Linked DNA regions of Bicyclus anynana: all the other regions are linked to region 2. A link is a contact called in public Hi-C data. All regions are on one chromosome and are shown on one strand. Each heading gives the region's core, a stretch centred on a gene start, on an enhancer-like site or on the middle of the called end of the contact. The rest is flanking DNA. Distances are from core to core; before and after follow the strand shown.

Region 1 (2,700 bases), core at 156-2,655, 150 kb after region 2:
GTAGAAATCTTCGGGAAAGTCTTACGTGTTACGACTTACTTAAACATAGCAAAAGTGTGTGCTCTTCAGGCTCTAAGTTTCCTGCCTGCTACAATGTAAAAACAACACCATCAAGACAATAGACAAGACAGTCAAGTAGATAGGCATCTTATAAACAAGTACTTAATACAATTTTGAAAGCATCACTGCTTATCATCAGACATTAATGAAGAAGAATGAAAACAAGCAGATGAGGGGTAATCTTCACACAAGATTGACCTCGTGTTCAGAGGACCATCAAAGCGATACTTTCGTTGATACACCGCTCTGGGTCCGTCAACTTGATTCGAGAGAAATCTGTGAGTTCGAGACAGCCATAACTACCCTTCAGCTTGAAACACAGTGCTTCGTGGCAGAAATAGATGCTGAATATTATATAGAAGCAGTACTTGTCCAAAGAGAGACATCTAGAGAATAGTTAAATAAACATTATTATAGCCGCCAGTCGTATGACTGATTGTCAAGTTAGAGCTCAAAGAAAAGAAATATAAACAATTATAAAAACTGATAAAATGAGAATAATAAAAGAAGCTCTCATAAATAGCAATGTATGCAAACCATCCCACGTTTTTAAATTAAAATGCAAATAAAGCGATAGAAAATATCTGCAGCAAATTGCATGAACACTCAAATCTCCCTACTCCATAAGTAGTTATCGACTATCGACCCGAGATAGTATGAATAGGAAAGTACAGTCTAAGGGCAAGATTATCCGAGAATTGTCTTTACTCTAGTGCGCGACAGTACATACACATACTACACAGCTACATACGGCGCCGATTTGCAATCTGAGTTTCATTCGAACTGACTTTTTAATACTCGTAATTGGTAGTTCAATGATACCCCACTTAAGTAGACAGAAGTTTCATCTTTAAATTTGCGGTTAGTAATCAATTTATTTAATAAATTACTTACGATCGCCACAAATTATTTTCGTCATCAATTTCATTATTTTCATTTAATTTATGCTTATTTTGCTTGATTGATTGAATTTCCAAAATAAAGGTAGAAGTGTATTTTGGTTGTTGGACAGTTATAGATAATAACTATCTGACCACTATCCAATATATTTAGTTTCATTAGTTTTATTGAAAAAAGTAATTTTTTATGGCTATAGCGTAAGTAGTCTATTATAATCCAAGTCATTTAGTCTTAAATAGAGCACTGAAAACTGTAGCATGAAACTGTCTTGAACACATGAAACTTTACTTTAATAACATGAATTGTAAAAAAATATTTCAGAAATGGATAGTGTGTTAGGTTGGAACTCGAGTTGGAGTTGCAAGTTGGTCCGTGTGTAGAGGCTGTACAGCGGGCATCGGCACCTGTGTCGGCGTACATGAAAGCGGCATCTCTTTGTGGGCAGGCGCTGCCGGCAAATATTTATTTTAATTTAGTGCCCGCCCGATCACTCGTTAATCGCTAATGGATTTGCTCCCGCGTCCGCGCACCTCGGCCAACGTGGAACGATTGTTTAAATTTAGAATTCGCTTTCGATTAAAAACTTGATTGTCAACAATGTTTTTTTCATACGATTATGGCAATGCCAAAGGATTATGATCTAATGATACGGGCAGAACGAGTATTTTTTTCTCGGAGCTTTCAGAATGAGGCGCCTTGTTCTGTTACTGCTGTAATTATAATTTTAATTCGATCTTACTGTAGCTTCATCATCGCTTTATGTAATACCTTAGATAAATCAAGTAAGATGCTGCTAATGTTGTAATCTTCCGTTATAGAAATAACAAAAACAAATCCTGTTATGTTAATGTTATTTTTTTCAAATTATTCTGATACTTTTCTAACGGCTTTTATTCTTTTCGTGGTGATTAGCTCAGATTTTTTTAAAATCATTTTTATAACTATATCTACGAGTACGTACCTTGTTTAAATTTAGAATCGATTAAAGAACTTGATTTTAAATAACCTGTTTTTCTCTTTTAACCAATTGGCTATGGTTTTCAAAACGCAGATTATTAAGATACTGCACAGATAACTTAAAAAAAGGTTGATTGAATTTATCAAATTCTTAACGGCGATTACTACGAATGATTGATTGACTGTAATATTGTACTGGTAGTTTTAGGTAGAATGAATTAATGTTGATGCAATTTTATTTTATCAATGAATCTATTTATGAATCAAAAGCGTTTTATCAAAACTGACAGACGTTCTTATTATTATTATCATAGCTTAATTTTTCACTTAACTGTTGTACAATAAATAATGTTATCTTTAATAACAAATTATTTCTTTTCTGTTATTTTATTATATGGCCCCCATGGGTAAAAGCCTACTCCATCCTTTTCCATATTTGTCCATATGCATCTAGTTTCTGCCTGCTGTTTTTTATTATATCATCGACCTATCTCTTCTTCTGTCTTCTTACATTTATTTTGCCATTTAGTTTTGTGGTAAGTCCATCTCTTTCTTTATATCTTGACATGAACTGACAGACGTAAGTAGGTGTATGGTGAATGTTAATTTTGTGTACTTTTTTATTACATATCTAGTTTATTGTTATTGATGGTGTAAATGGTTGAGAGAGTAGGTATTCAATTGTCTGTCTATATATTACTTTTCGAGCCAGTACCTACCTTTTCAAGAATTTTATTTTGAAAATATATTTGAGCTTTCTCTTGTAACAAACATTTTGAAGGA
Region 2 (2,700 bases), core at 32-2,531:
GACACAGCGTTAGCACGAATGACGCTAATAATTTAGGTCTCCGATCAAGATTGCATTTAATTTCATTTGTACACGATTTCTACGTACCTAGGTACTTAAGTACATGACTACTAGCTATAGGTTTAGGTACCTAACTAACAATATGTAGGTATATTTAGGTAAGTTGAACTTTAGTAACATTACTTACCTACATTTTATAATTTTCCCTGAAAGAATCACAGAACGCCTTACCTTATCAGCTGATAGACGTCCACTTCTGGACATAGGCCTCTTGCATGGACCTCCAAGCACAACGATCTCGAGCCGCCAGCATCAACTCAGAACGCCTATACTATGACCTAATCAGAGTTCAATTTGGACTTTTGTTGTCGATTGCAAACTCTTTAGCTAGGTAGGTAGGTACCTAACTATATGTACATAGGTATCTATATGTAGGTACCTGCGCAGTGTTGGTCAACCCATTACTAGGTGGACCGAGGACATCAAAGGGGTTGCAGGGAGCCGCTGGATGCTGGCGGCTCGAGATCGTTTTGTTTGGAAGTCCATGCGAGAGGCCTATGTCCAGCAGTGGACGTCTATCGGCTGTTAATGATGACGTTGATGATGTGTAGGTACATAGATACTAGGTACTTACCTGAGTAGGTAAGTAGGTAGGTATAGACGTAGCTTGTAAGTATAGGTACGAGTAGCTACATTCCCTTCTATTAAGGTGCGAGGAATAAAAAGATCTAAAAAAATTCAGCCACTAAGGGTATGAAACGAATCCAAAGGCGAAGTCACAGGCATTCCCTAGATAAGGTAAGGCAAACAAATTGTATTATTTACATAGTTTTAGGAATTCTTTCTTTCTCATTTCATCTACTTTTTTGCAGTAGATTCAGATGAATAGCAGATGTTAGGTAGATACTTACTATAGTCTACTAAACGCATTAGCATTACCTACCTAACGCCTGTTTCTATTCAACAAAGAATATCTTTAAAAAAAAAATAAACACGCAGCTACCGACAGGATCAAATCAATCGTAACTCCCAAAATCCTATCCCCATGGACCCGTCCCATACATTCAAAAATGTATTCAGCTATCAAACGCAATAAAATAAAATAATCCGCGATATTAACGATAACAATACTGAATACGTGCGTTGCGACGCAGCAATGATCTATAGATCATTTCGCTCGATCGCTATTAGTTTGGATCGAGAACGCCCCACCCACTTTGAAGCCCACTGAACATTAATTGGATGCGAAAATCGATCACGGACCGCCCATAAAGCAGTCATCTCTTTCTGATGTAAGTAAATGCACTTGTGTTTCTATCTCTTTTTCACAGCGGCGGCGAAAGCTTTTTTTTTTCGTTTTGTGCGCGAGCGCATCGAAGTCACAATGCTTGCGCGATCTTCAGAGAAAAATATGTTATTTTATTTTTACTTGTCCACAGCCGTCCTGTGCAATATTTGTATCGGAGGGCTTGTTTTGTTTTTTTTTGTTCACTCGAAGTTTTAGACGTCTAATTTGAAAGTAAGGCGGCGGCGACTTTGAAGCGTTGCTGACTTTTTAGTAGCATTTTTTTCTTAACTCTTTATTAAATTTGTTTTTTTTTTGGCGACGTTGATAACGGTAACAATTTTGTACTTGAGTTTTTTTTTATTATCTACCTGTCAATATCATCATATTCAATAAATTCAAATTCAATATTCGTTTATTTTAATTTAAACTTTGTTTACAAGCATTTTTGAAATATCAAGTTATGACATGATTTAATATTTCAAAAGTGCTTGTTAACAGACCCTTATAAAAATAAACAAATTTTGAATTGTGATAATTAAATCGAAAACTTAAAATATAAGTTACGAGGGTTTCAAACCAAAGGGGTTTGAAACCCTCGTAACTTATATTTTAAGTTTTCCAAAAAATAATAGGGATAATGTCTACAATTACAGTCACATAAATGACCTACAAGTCTTCTGTATCTTCTGTATCTTAAGGCTTTCAAACAAACAAACTAGGTATATCTTTGGTAATATGTAAGTAATTAAAAATTTACACAATTCAACTTCATTTACAAGCTTTTGAATGATGTGACGTGAATTTGTGCCTGCAATTCACAAATATCTGAAGCAATGGTGATATTAAGGTTTTTTAAATCATTAAAATAAAACTAAAGATAGTAGAAATTATGTTCTACTCGTATAGATGCACTTAATCTTGCAGAAATTCATTAACTCATAAAACGTAATAGCTACAGTGTTTTCGAGTGAAAAAACACGGTTATTTTGAACTCACAGACAGACAATTTTATTTATATGTATTGATTATGATTATGAGTTTCTTGTGTGGGCTATACCTACCTATCGCTTACAACTTACAAAATCCAGTCAATTGATAATGGTAAGCAATGCTGGAGTAAGGTAACTTGATGGCCTAAGCAATTTTCCTCTAGGTACCTCCTTATCTTGAAGTGCACTACAAAGAATTATTTTAAAAAATGTTAATAGGTGCCTACCGTTAGTAGGTCCAATTTCGAGAAAGAGGTGAATCGCCGAATCCAACTCGGCTGGGCTGCATTCGGAAAACTTCGTGACATCTTTTCGTCCGATATTCCTCTGTGGTGACATCTTTTCATCCGATATTCCTGAAGACAAAAGTCTTCTAACAGTGCGTGTTGCCAGTGATAACCTATGGTTCCGAGACTTGGTCGC
Region 3 (2,700 bases), core at 113-2,612, 130 kb before region 2:
ATCCGCACCCCAAGCACCGGGATCGTCACTCGACAAAACAACCGGCATTCCGAGAGCCAAATACGTAGCCAGCGGATGATTACGTACGTCACAAACTAATGATAACACCACATTTGATACCACATTCACTTCTATCGCTATATCTCTGTTCCTCACTGCAGCCATAAGCGAAGGGTGTTTAATCAACGCGTATCCATGTCCTATCCTTTTGGACCCCAAAAGTATCGCGTCCACCAAATTCTCGTCCGATACAGTTCCAAACCAATTCGTTTCTCCACCGTGGAAATAAAAATTCAAATCTTCCATAGCATCCGACAGAACCGGGAGGAGATCTATTAACGGTTTTCCCAAATCCTCCTGGCCAACTAAATCGAAACCGGCAACCATTTCCGGTAGCTCCTGTTTAACTATCCGAGCTAAATTTATGGTGTTTCTGATTTGATCAATCCCTGCACTGCGTTGTTTTGTTACAATTAATTTGATGCCCACAAAATCTGGATAATCTTCTTTGAATTGTTTAGCTACTCTGTGATACAGTCGAGGCATATACACTTTGTCGTGTCGAGTGCCATTCAGTTCGTACAAAGCTTTCAATCCACTTCTCAGTTCGACATACATAACGTTGTCTTCGTAAAATTCTTTCAAAGCCTCGTACAAGAATTTCTCTGCTGCGGGCCGGTATTCTACCAAGCCTTTGATAACGTTCACCACTTTTTCAAACCTTTTCCACACGTAATTAATATCTCCCTCATAGTCTTTTTCTTTGTCAGAATACATTGTGAAGTGCGATTTTAGATTGTCATCGAACGCTTGAATGTTTTCGGTGTTGTTTCTCAATTCGCTGATCAGTTGCCATTTAAATGTACAAGGTTGTTGGGGGACGCGCTCGGAGAAGTGTAATTTTAAATCGCCGTCCGCGAAACATGCGTACAAATGGTCCAGGTACGTCAGTTCGAGCATTCGATCAGCGCTCAGTATTAACGAACTGTGGACATGAAGCGCGGCTCCTTTGGGCATTCTCCTGATGATTTGGTAAACTTTGGAATCGATGATATCATTTTTGTACGTGAAGTAGTGTCGCGAGAAATTGAAGTGATTTGGATTGTTGAAGGAGTCGTCGACTTCGTCGTGTTTGTAGCGCATCAGGATGTCGTTCGCTTTGTTTTCTTCGTCGGTAAGACGTATGTTACCTCCCACTTGCAGTTCGGACTCTTCTGCAAGTAGATTGGCTCTCTCCATTGCATAATCGGCCGCGCTCTTGGCCGTCACATCGTGTGCACTGAGCAGAAATAGTACACTCGCAATGATAACGGCCATGTTGTCGTATCAGCTTGATATCTCGGGTCACTGTGACACGGTCACCGTTTTGTGCGACTGAGCCGGCTGGGTGGATAGCGTTTATTTATATAGACCTTGAGTGTTAGCGACATTGGCGTTATTGTTTAATAACATCATAAAAACAAAAGCAAAATCATTTTCATATTAAATAAAAAAGTGAATACTATAGCTACCTTGGTAGGATTTTATTCGTCATCAACCCATATTCGGCTCACTGCTGAGCTCGAGTCTCCTCTCAGAATGAGAGGGATTAGGCCAATAGTCCACCACGCTGGCCCAATGCGGATTGGCAGACTTCACACACGCAGAGAATTAAGAAAATTCTCTGGTATGCAGGTTTCCTCACGATATTTTCCTTCACCGATTGAGACACGTGATATTTAATTTCTTAAAATGCACACAACTGAAAAGTCGGGGGTGCATGCCCCGGACCGGATTCGAACCCACACGCTCCGGAATCGGAGCTCGGCTAACACGGCTCTATCACGGATTTTATACTATAAACTTATTTATGTAGATTTTTATTAATTAGTAGGTAAATTTAAAAAAAGGTTTAATTTAATTGATACGACTTAAACCAGAAATATTGTAAAACTTACATTTGATTCTTTGGTTATTTCTAGATACAATTTAATTTTAAATTTTAAGTACAAAATTGTAAGTACCAACCTAGCACTAACAGACACCCGTGACTTCGTCCATGAATAGGTACATTTTTCCATTATTTATGTGAAATTTTCAGGATTCTTTGCGCCCGATAGATTGATAAAGTTGATAAGGTAGTAGATATAGGTACATCACCTTTTCAATCTATACTATAATTCATCATCATCATATCAGCCGATGGACGTCTACTGCAGGACATAGGCCTTTTGTAGAGACTTCCAAACATCACGATACTGAGCCACCTGCATCCAGCGAATCCCTGCGACTAGCTTGATGTCGTCAGTCCACCTGGTGGGGGGTCGGCCAACACTGCGCTTACTAGTGCGGGGTCGCCATTCCAGCACTTTGGGACCCCAACGTCCATCGGCTCTTCGAACTATGTGCCCCGCCCATTGCCACTTCAGCTTCGCAACTTGTTGAGCTACGTCGGTGACTTTGGTTCTCCTGCGGATCTCCCCATTTCTGATTCGATCACGCAGAGATACTCCTAACATAGCTCGTTCCATCGCCCGCTGTGTGACTCTGAGCCATCTTATGAGGCTCATAGTTAGCGACCAAGTCCCGGAACCAAAGGTCATCACAGGTCATACTATAATTATTAAGAGGTAAAGTTTGTGTAGGGGGTATAATCTCTGTATACTAAACCGATTTTGAAAATACTTTTATCACTAGGAAGCCACGTACGTGAGTGTCATA

The links. A called contact is a pair of places that touch in the nucleus more often than the background predicts.
Region 1: a Hi-C map of whole larva shows a contact between it and region 2, with 4 times the contacts expected there. The contact joins two enhancer-like sites. A contact is called at or near these places in 2 of 2 Hi-C or Micro-C datasets (whole body and whole larva).
Region 3: a contact with region 2 is called in a Hi-C map of whole body, with 2.8 times the contacts expected there. The contact joins the promoter of LOC112048641 here to the enhancer-like site in region 2. A contact is called at or near these places in 2 of 2 Hi-C or Micro-C datasets (whole body and whole larva).

What each region holds. Positions count from the first base shown.
Region 1 is chr8:14,004,431-14,007,130 of ilBicAnyn1.1, reverse strand. The region is part of intron 5 of LOC112048640 (T-box transcription factor TBX3); the gene reads left to right. Among protein-coding and RNA genes, the nearest start is that of LOC112051554, 76 kb to the right of the region's middle. Within about 2 kb of position 1,405, at least 2 of the 8 cell types and tissues checked have open chromatin away from gene starts, as enhancers often do.
Region 2 is chr8:14,153,907-14,156,606 of ilBicAnyn1.1, reverse strand. No RefSeq gene overlaps it. Among protein-coding and RNA genes, the nearest start is that of LOC112048640, 16 kb to the right of the region's middle. Within about 2 kb of position 1,281, at least 8 of the 8 cell types and tissues checked have open chromatin away from gene starts, as enhancers often do.
Region 3 is chr8:14,286,098-14,288,797 of ilBicAnyn1.1, reverse strand. LOC112048641 (adenosine deaminase 2-like) reads right to left here and starts at 1,362. Exons shown (of 1, transcript XM_024086269.2): 1 at 1-1,362. The coding sequence starts at 1,317.